Regions from separate parts of the Rattus norvegicus genome. Here region 2 is linked to region 1. The links are chromatin contacts, called in public Hi-C maps. All regions are on one chromosome and are shown on one strand. Each heading gives the region's core, a stretch centred on a gene start, on an enhancer-like site or on the middle of the called end of the contact. The rest is flanking DNA. Distances are from core to core; before and after follow the strand shown. Region 1 overlaps Myo3b (myosin IIIB). Region 2 holds the start of Gad1 (glutamate decarboxylase 1).

Evidence for each region. Hi-C and Micro-C count contacts between places; a contact is called where the count stands out from the background.
Region 2: a contact with region 1 is called in a Hi-C map of kidney, with 3 times the contacts expected there. The contact joins the promoter of Gad1 here to the enhancer-like site in region 1. A contact is called at or near these places in 4 of 12 Hi-C or Micro-C datasets (the A7r5 cell line, kidney, liver and 1 more).

What each region holds. Positions count from the first base shown.
Region 1 is chr3:75,528,885-75,532,984 of GRCr8, forward strand. All of the region lies in intron 30 of Myo3b (myosin IIIB), which reads left to right. Among named protein-coding and RNA genes, the nearest start is that of Sp5, 150 kb to the right of the region's middle. Within about 2 kb of position 1,912, at least 2 of the 93 cell types and tissues checked have an H3K27ac peak or open chromatin away from gene starts, as enhancers often do. A contact at or near this core is called in kidney, where this site is marked.
Region 2 is chr3:75,775,757-75,779,856 of GRCr8, forward strand. Gad1 (glutamate decarboxylase 1) reads left to right here and starts at 1,696. Exons shown (of 17, transcript NM_017007.2): 1 at 1,696-1,808; 2 at 3,245-3,387. The coding sequence starts at 3,309.

The DNA of each region.
Region 1 (4,100 bases), core at 662-3,161:
TGCTGGAACAGAGTGGGTTGGAGCCAGCAATATTGCTATGTAGCCTCCTAAAACTAGCACAGCCCCTCAAAGGATTGTACAACAACAACAGCAGCAGCAGCAGCAACAACAACAGCAACAAGAAGTCAAAGCCGCAAAGCTAAAAAAATCCTAGACACAGGCAAAAGCAAAAAGAATGAAACTTCCTGCGTTACCAAAGATAAGTCAGAAAGACTGCAGCAGGGCCTGGCCATCACTGAAGTGTACTGTTTCAGCGGACATCTGCACTAATCAGCTCTGAAGGGATTTTGACTCTGGGCTCAGACCAGGCCAGCACAGCTGTGAAATATGGCCCTAGAGACCTCTGGATCACTCAGACCTGTTCTTCAGGGCAGACTTCTAACATTCCTCCCTCGAGTGAAGCTCCCAGGCTGCGTCACATAGGTTACTAGGAAGAGGAAACAGCTAAATGCAGGAGGGCACAGTTAAAAAGCAAAGAACCAAATAGAATGAAGCTTGTGCTTAAAAAAGAAATTTAAAGCTGATAAAACAAACTGAAGTTTTCCGTTTGAAAAAAAAAAAAAGAGGCCAACACGCAGTTCCCTTTGGTGAGGAAAGAAGGAAGGAGAGGCAGGAGGAGTTTGTAGGAAGATCCAGACACAATGACAATATGTGCAGAGGGTGGGATGGCAGGGGAGTTTGAGGCCATCTCTGCAGCCCCATCCAATGGTCAGCACTGGGTCATTCTCTTCTGTATCACTCTGTGAGCCCTGGTGACAGCTAGGGTCAGGCTCTCAAAAGCTGACCAGTGTTGCAGATGTGTAAGTGTGCTGGGCTAGTACACAACGGGTCTGGCTTTGATGCCCGGCACTACAGAAGTTAATCAGAAGAGAAAGGAAAATACATTTTTAGGTTAGCTTTGTCAGATTTCCCATTGGCTGCCCTCCATCAGCTGGTGGGGGTTGTTCAGTGTCGTGCAGAGCTAAGGGGCAGGTCTGAGGTCCGAGTCTAGAACCTTTGTCTCCAGGAACAACAATCGCTAGTACTTATTACTGTTAATGTCTTCCCGGCTAAATGGTTTGCAGACAGTAACCTGCTCAAGCAATGGGAGAAGAGCACATTCTAGCATTTCCAGCACTTAGAGATTATAAATTACGGGCAGTGTTACTTATAACAGTCAGAATTTGAGCACAGGCCATCTACTCCAGCGTCCACACTTTCAGGCTATAAATTCTACAGCCTCCCGAGCGAGGCTCCAGATGCCCAAAGATTCCTCCAGGGCCTTCTCTGTTCTATCCACATTGTGTCTTTATTTGTCCTACCTTAAATCTTGAATCACAACCAGAGAGGGAAAAATATATCGTGATTATATCACTCTTAGATTGATGGAATGTATTCCAGCACCCATTTCCTAGTCTACAGCTCCATGGGAAAGGTGCTCCCAACATGTATGACGAAGTGGGTCAGTTCAGCAGGAGAGAAGACAGACTTGCCTGAGAGAGGGAGTTAGTCTGTGCCGTGGGGCATCTCGGCTCTGTTTTCTGTGTGAACCGGTGATGGTGTACAGAGAATGAGGAAGTAAAAAGTATCTCTGGGTTGTGAGCCTTGCTCGAACAATGGGGACCCTCTCGTCTTAAGGGAAGTAGCTCTTGATTTAATCTGACCTGTCTGAGGCCTTCAATGTGCCATTTCCCACCACAGCGAGGCAGTTATGTGAGAAGGACCCATAGGAATCGGGTGAGGGCTCCGATGTGGAGGGAAGATGCAGCTGGTTCTGCACGCTGGCTATGATACACCCCAGAGAATCTGCTTCAGTGTGGACACTTCAGAGTGGCTGGAACCTTCGTGATTCAGGCAGCTAAAGGAGAGCTGGCACCTCACAAGACGGCGAGATGGGCACATGTTTCTTCTGGGTGTCACCCTTGTAGTTCTGGGGCTGGGAGCCAACTGGGCTGACCTCAGGATTAATGATCCAGAGAAGCAGCCTTGCAGTCACGAGGCCCAACTGTGGGCCAGATTTTCATGTGGCCCATGAAATACAGATCGCTCCATTGCTTGATAAATACTCTGTGTGGGGAGTTCTTTGTGGGAAGACGTGGCAGCACTGAGGACTAAGGAGAATAAATCCTCCAGTGTATTTCCCAGCACCGTGGCCTAGCTGGTGCATTCACTTATAGGGAAGAGGGAAAATGGGAGCATGGGGGGAGGAAGAAGTAAGAAACCGTAGTCTCCTATGATACAGTAAACACTATCTACGTGCACCTTAATGTTTTTTATTAATTTACTTATTTTATGTGTATGAGTGTCTTCATGCACACCAGAAGAGGGCATCAGATCCCTTTACAGATGGTTGTGAGCCACCACGTGGTTGTTGGGAATTGAACTCAGGACCTCTGGAAGAGCAGCCAGTGTTCCTAACCACTGAGCCATCTCTCCAGCCCTGTATGTTACCTTATTTGTGTGGAACAAGAATGAGTTTTGGGAGCAACCCTAGGTGCAGGTCTTAGTTCAGCCACTTAGAGGCTTCCATACAGTTGCTGTGTTCCCTCCATTCTCTGAACTTCAGAATCCTAGACGGCAGAGGGGAAGGCAGCTGGGATGGCTAGAGAAAAATCTCCATGAAGGGGCAAGCTCAGTGCTAGACACAGCAAAGAGGGCTGTTGAGTTGTTGGTCATGGTGACAGAAGTATTAACAACTATAGTAGTAATATTAGCATTTAAAGCTGATGTAGGAAGAACAAGACCCCTCTGGTTCAGTTCTAGAATTATGGTCCAAGATAAGCATTGAGGTTTCCAAAACTTTAGGATCGATTCCAGATGTTTACTCTCAACTTTAACCTGAATGCCAAACTTCATTTGCATTTCTGGTTCTGTTCTCAGGGGTAAAGCCCAGGTTGACTTTAGGCCCTGGGCTCACTCTTGCCATTAGGGCTAGGACACAGCTAGCAGCGCGTCCACACATAACCATCAGAGCCTTGTCGTTAGGGTCTTCTTAGACTTCCGAGATGTTTACGCTGTTAATTGGCCACATTTATTTCCAAAACCTTTGAGGCTAGGAATCTTATCAGCAGCTGAAAGAACTTCAAGGAGAAATCTGTTTCGCGTTATATTTTTCCTTGTGGATTTGCTTATGGCTGTACATAAATATTTATCTGAACTATTTCAACAAACCCTAAATCATCAGTGATCCTTCTGCAAGGGGCTCTTTTAGAAGATTTGTGTATGTCGAGAATGTCAGCAATCTCTTTATAGTACCAGATTCCGAGGACCAGAGGCCTTTTGCAAATATTTGGAACTGCTGGGAGCTTTTCAACATGTCCTTTACTTTCCCATTTCTGTGTGTCTCTTCATGCTAATCCTCCTGGAGAGGATTACCCTGCCTGGACTTTCTTTACCTGTTGACGTTTCCCCTTCCTTCAAAGTCTCAGTCCTGTGGCCCCTGCTCTAGGGCCGAGAGCAGACACAAGCAGAAGAGGGTTCCAGATACGAGTGGAAACAGGCTGTGGTCCAGCCACAGGATGTGTAGGAACTGCTCTGGGGACACTGAAGGGTCCAGCAGAAGAAGACAAGAATGAGTGGGAATGAGGTGAAGAAATAGAACTGTTATGGGCAGAGACAGGTGGGGCCTGCATTTGGGGGACCTCCTAACTGAGCAACAGCACAACAAAATGAGGAAACCCTCTATCGGCACACACCAAACGTTTGGCTTGACTATGGCAGATACAATGGCAGATACATTGGCAGGTGTTTGTTATTGCTCATACAGTGTTTCTCTAGTTTTTGATTAGTTTCTAACATACAAAACTAGAAACATTTCGTGAAACAACCCAGATTTCGGATAGCCTTTTAGAACTTGGAGCATCCTGCTGTGGTGATGTGTTAGAGCCCTCAGTGCTGTCTTCTCCACTCCCCTGCCTGCTGCTCTCCTCATCCTTGCTTAGCTATGCTGGCATCTGCATGGGAATGCTGCGCTCTGTGTCCTGGGGCCTCAGCCAGCCCAGGGACAATTCAGGCTAGGACTCTGGAGCTAGACTGTCTCTGTCCAGGTCTGGGTCCAGCCGTGTCCATCCTTAGTCAAGTATGTTTTTAAATAATTTCACCTACCCAATATGGCTGATGTG
Region 2 (4,100 bases), core at 446-2,945, 250 kb after region 1:
TAAGCAGTTTCACGATATTCTGAAAAGCCATGAGGTGCGTGGTTTGAGGAAACATTTCCTTCGTGGAACACACACACACACACACACACACATACACACACACACACATGCTTGCCATACCTAACCAGGAGTGCAGGGGAGCTTCTCTTCCAGCTCAGCCCACCCTTCGGGTGCTTTTTGTTTTTAAAAAGTGCGGGTGCTTTTTTGTGAAGCGGAGAGAAAGCAGCAATGTTTCCTTTGGTAGCAAGAGCAACGCAGTTACTTCAATCCCTTTTGTTGATCAGACTGTTATCTTCCCAGCCCTGTGTCTTCGAGCTCCCTCACGGAAATGTCGGTGATTTATACGATTTTTATTTTAATGTTTCCGTTGAGTGGTGATGAAAGTCGATAAGACAGTCATAGAAAAGAGACAGGCCTGGGATAAACCATCGAAGACCCAGAGGTGCACAATAATAAACCCGTCTGCTGCGCCACAATTTGAGAGAAATCACTATGAAAACGAGAAAGCGATCGTAGAGTACTTCCCATCACTCAGACAGACCCAAAAATTCAGTTTGTTTTTCCCTCAAAGAATAAGAAACGGAGGGAGAGAAAAGGAAAGCCAGGAGGTAGCTGCGATTACAGAGCCTTGTGGGCATCTCCAGGTGATGTGTGGGGCGCACCAGGGAAAAGGCAGCCAGCACGGGGTCTCTGTGTGTTTGGCGCCCTCTGGTGGAAAATTTGCCGAAACCGCCTTTTTTATGGTGGGGGACTTCACCCCGCTCACTCAGTAAGGTGCTTAAATACTGCCAAAAGAGAATCATTAAACACCGTGAAACTGAAAAGAAGCGCGGAGAGTGGGCCAAGACAAGGAGTGCGGTCCTGGCTTCCCGGAGCCACCTCCACGCTCCGGTTCCCCAGGCGTGTGGAGCGGCACTCGTGCATGTTATTAACCTTCAGACATGATCAATCACAGAGATTTCTTTTCCCCCTCTCAAGGGAGAGGGCTCAGAGAAAGGGAAATAGACCCCTTTCCTCTTTTGGTACCAGGTAGCTGTGTTCGAACGAGGTAGTTTGGAGATGAACTGGATGAAGATACTGGAGTGCAGAAACTCCACGGTCTGGGTGGTCAGCTCTGCTTTGCCTGTACAGCCACATTGGCTCAGTAGAGCGCTCCCCATGACACCACCCAGAGAAAACCTTCTGGATTGCCAGTCCAGGGCAATCACGGGAAATTGATTAAGGCAAAGCAAATATTCTAATCTCCTCCAAGATACGGGAAGGAGGGCAAAAAGGAAGAGAAAGAAGAATCACCCAGTGAGACAAAATTCTTCGTAAGAATGATCTTTTCCCTGCTGTCACCCAACATTGCTTATCTCAAAAATAATTGGGAAAAAAACAAAAAACAGAGCGTGCCCAGTGCGTTCTGGATTACTCATGGGACTTTGTCCCCCCCCCCCCCCTTTCTGGTCGCAAACCCATGAGCTGGCTTTATCATCGCCCTATAAAGCGCCAGAGGCAGTCAGACACCTGCAAAGGAGCCCCAGCGCTGCGCGGACGAGCTGCCCCCGCGAGCAGCGGCCTCGTGATTCCCCCCGCCGAGCGGGTCCCCGCCTCCCCACTCCGCCCCCGCCTCCCCCAAGCCCAGCGGCCGCCTCTCCGGATCTCTCTCTTCTTCAGGCTCTCGCGTGCCGGACCAGGGATCCTGCAAGCAAGGAAGCAGCCCCGGGGTGACACCCAGCACGTACGTCTGTGGCAGAGCAAAGCCAAGCGGGGGACGCTTCGCGGAGGAGTCGCGGGAGGGTCCAGCTCCCTGTGGCTGAATCGAGGTAGGTAAATACCTACCGGATCGCCCGGACTTGCCAGAGCCCAGCCTTGGTTATTCAACTCGGTGCTCTCAGCCTGCGGCTTCTTGTCCAGCCCGTTACCCCACCCCACCGGCACGCGCCTGTCGCCCACCTTCCACAACCGAGTGCTTCCCTCCAGTCCTGTCGCAGCTGGGGTTTGGCGGCCCCCAGCCCTGTCCCTCCTCGCTCTTGCTTATCAATTTCATTCGAGAGGACACATAGGGGCTGAAGTGACACCAGAGCCATTTTTGCTTGCGCTTCGGGGATCGGAGCTCACGGCTCTCGGATACGCGCCTGGGTAGCAGCGGCAGAAGGTGCGAGGAGCGATAACCTGTTACTTCCCCAGCACCCGCGTTCCACTGCCGCCCGCCGAGCTGCGAGAGCGCGCGGGGGGGGGGGGACAGATGCTCTGCCCGAGGGACGACGCGCAAAAGGCGGCTGGTGGGCTGCGCTCTGCGGGGTCTTAGATTTACCCAGATTAGTGCTCTCCTCCCGCTCCTCTCATTCTTTCTCCCGCTCCTTCTCCCCATCTCTTCCTCCTTTTCCCTCTCGCCCTCTCCTCCCTCTCCCTCACTCTGTCCACGAACAAGCACCAAATAGGGGAGCCGCGCACTCTTATACCCGAGGTCTCTTGCGCCCTGGGCGCAAGTTGGCCACCGGGTGACGTTCTCCTTTTTACCCTCCGTCACCTTCTCTGGCTCAGTGAAACGAACTCTGGGGACTAGGTAGAGTAGAAGCAGTGAATCTGGGACGGAGCCTCGCCCTAGGGTTGAGAAAGCAAGAAACGAGGTGGGACTATAATCTGATTAGGAAGGCTCCAACACGCAGCCTTTTGGTTGTCTGGAGTGCAAGGTGACTGGTTCTTAGCGGGTCAAGTCCTGGGGTGGGGGGGCGGCTTTTTCCTCTCACCTTGTCTCACCAAAGTCCCTGTCCCCGGCGCAGTGAGCCTCCTTCTTTCCAAGGAATTAGCCAGACACAACAACGGGAACCAGACACCGAACCAGACGTGCCCGCCCCGCACGCCCTCCCCCCTCCCCTTCTGCCTGTCCGCCAGGCTGCTGGGAGCCCAATGGGGCTTGTCTCAGCTGGGCTGGAATTCGCTCGATGAGTGCTCCCTAGTGCTCCTAGTCCTATCCTTACCCCATCCCTCGCGTCCTGCACCCGCCTCCGGCGCCCCTTAGCTGTAAGCCTCACTCGGGGCACCCCGTTGCGCCTCTAGACTTGAGAGTCGCCCGGGGCTTCTGTGCCTGCGCCCCAGTCCGGGAGCTAGCGAGCGCCTCCCCACCCCCTCCCACCGACCGCGCACCAGGACCCAGCCAGCTCGCTGCCCTTGGTTTCCCTTCTGTCTCCGAGACTTCGGTGCCCCCGGCCGCAGGACCTAGAAGCTCTCTCGGCACAGCTCTCCCTTCTGTTTGCAGCCCGTTCCTGCGCCCAGACCGCGGGGGACACTTGAACAGTAGAGACCCCAAGACCACCGAGCTGATGGCATCTTCCACGCCTTCGCCTGCAACCTCCTCGAACGCGGGAGCGGATCCTAATACTACCAACCTGCGTCCTACAAGTAGGTCCTGCCCCAGTTTCCTATTAAATGGACTGCAGCGAGGGTGGGGGCGCTGGCACTGCGGGAAGCTGCGCTGTCGGAACGCGAAAGGAGAGCGTAGAAATGATGGAGGCTGGGAAACAAATGGGGCCCTATCCCAGGTTCCTGCTTAGAGGTCATTTGGCTGCCAGGGACGCGAGGTTACTCTCAGGGCACCTAAGAGCTAGGACTTCACACGGGGCCCCGGCAAGAAAGATCATGGGGTCTTAGCGGGTAGAGACGTGCAAGGCGCTCTGTTGTGGTTTCGTCTGACGGGACAACAGGGGTCAGAGCAGAGGGGCAGTGTGAGAAACCTGGAGTTTCCGCGAGAACAGTTTTCTAGTTCTAGGTTTGGGATGAGACCTGACCTCCTCCTCTCCTCTCCCCCACCCCCCGCCCCCAGTGCTGTATTCACAGTCCATAATCAGGGGAAATTTCGACGTTAATTGCAGCTTTTAGAAAACTCTGGGTCCCTAATTGCTCCAAATTTGCGTCTAGCTATTGACGAGTGAGGGCGAAGCCAGGAGCATAAAAGGTGCACAAAACTGCCTGCGATTTAATTAATTACATCTTAGAGACAAGACAAAAAAAAAAAAAGGCTAGGGAGGGGCATTAGGCATCATCCGGAGTGGCAAGATGTGTGTGGAATGGGGAGGGCTGCTAACTAGGAGGAGAAACGGCTTGGCAAGCCAGGA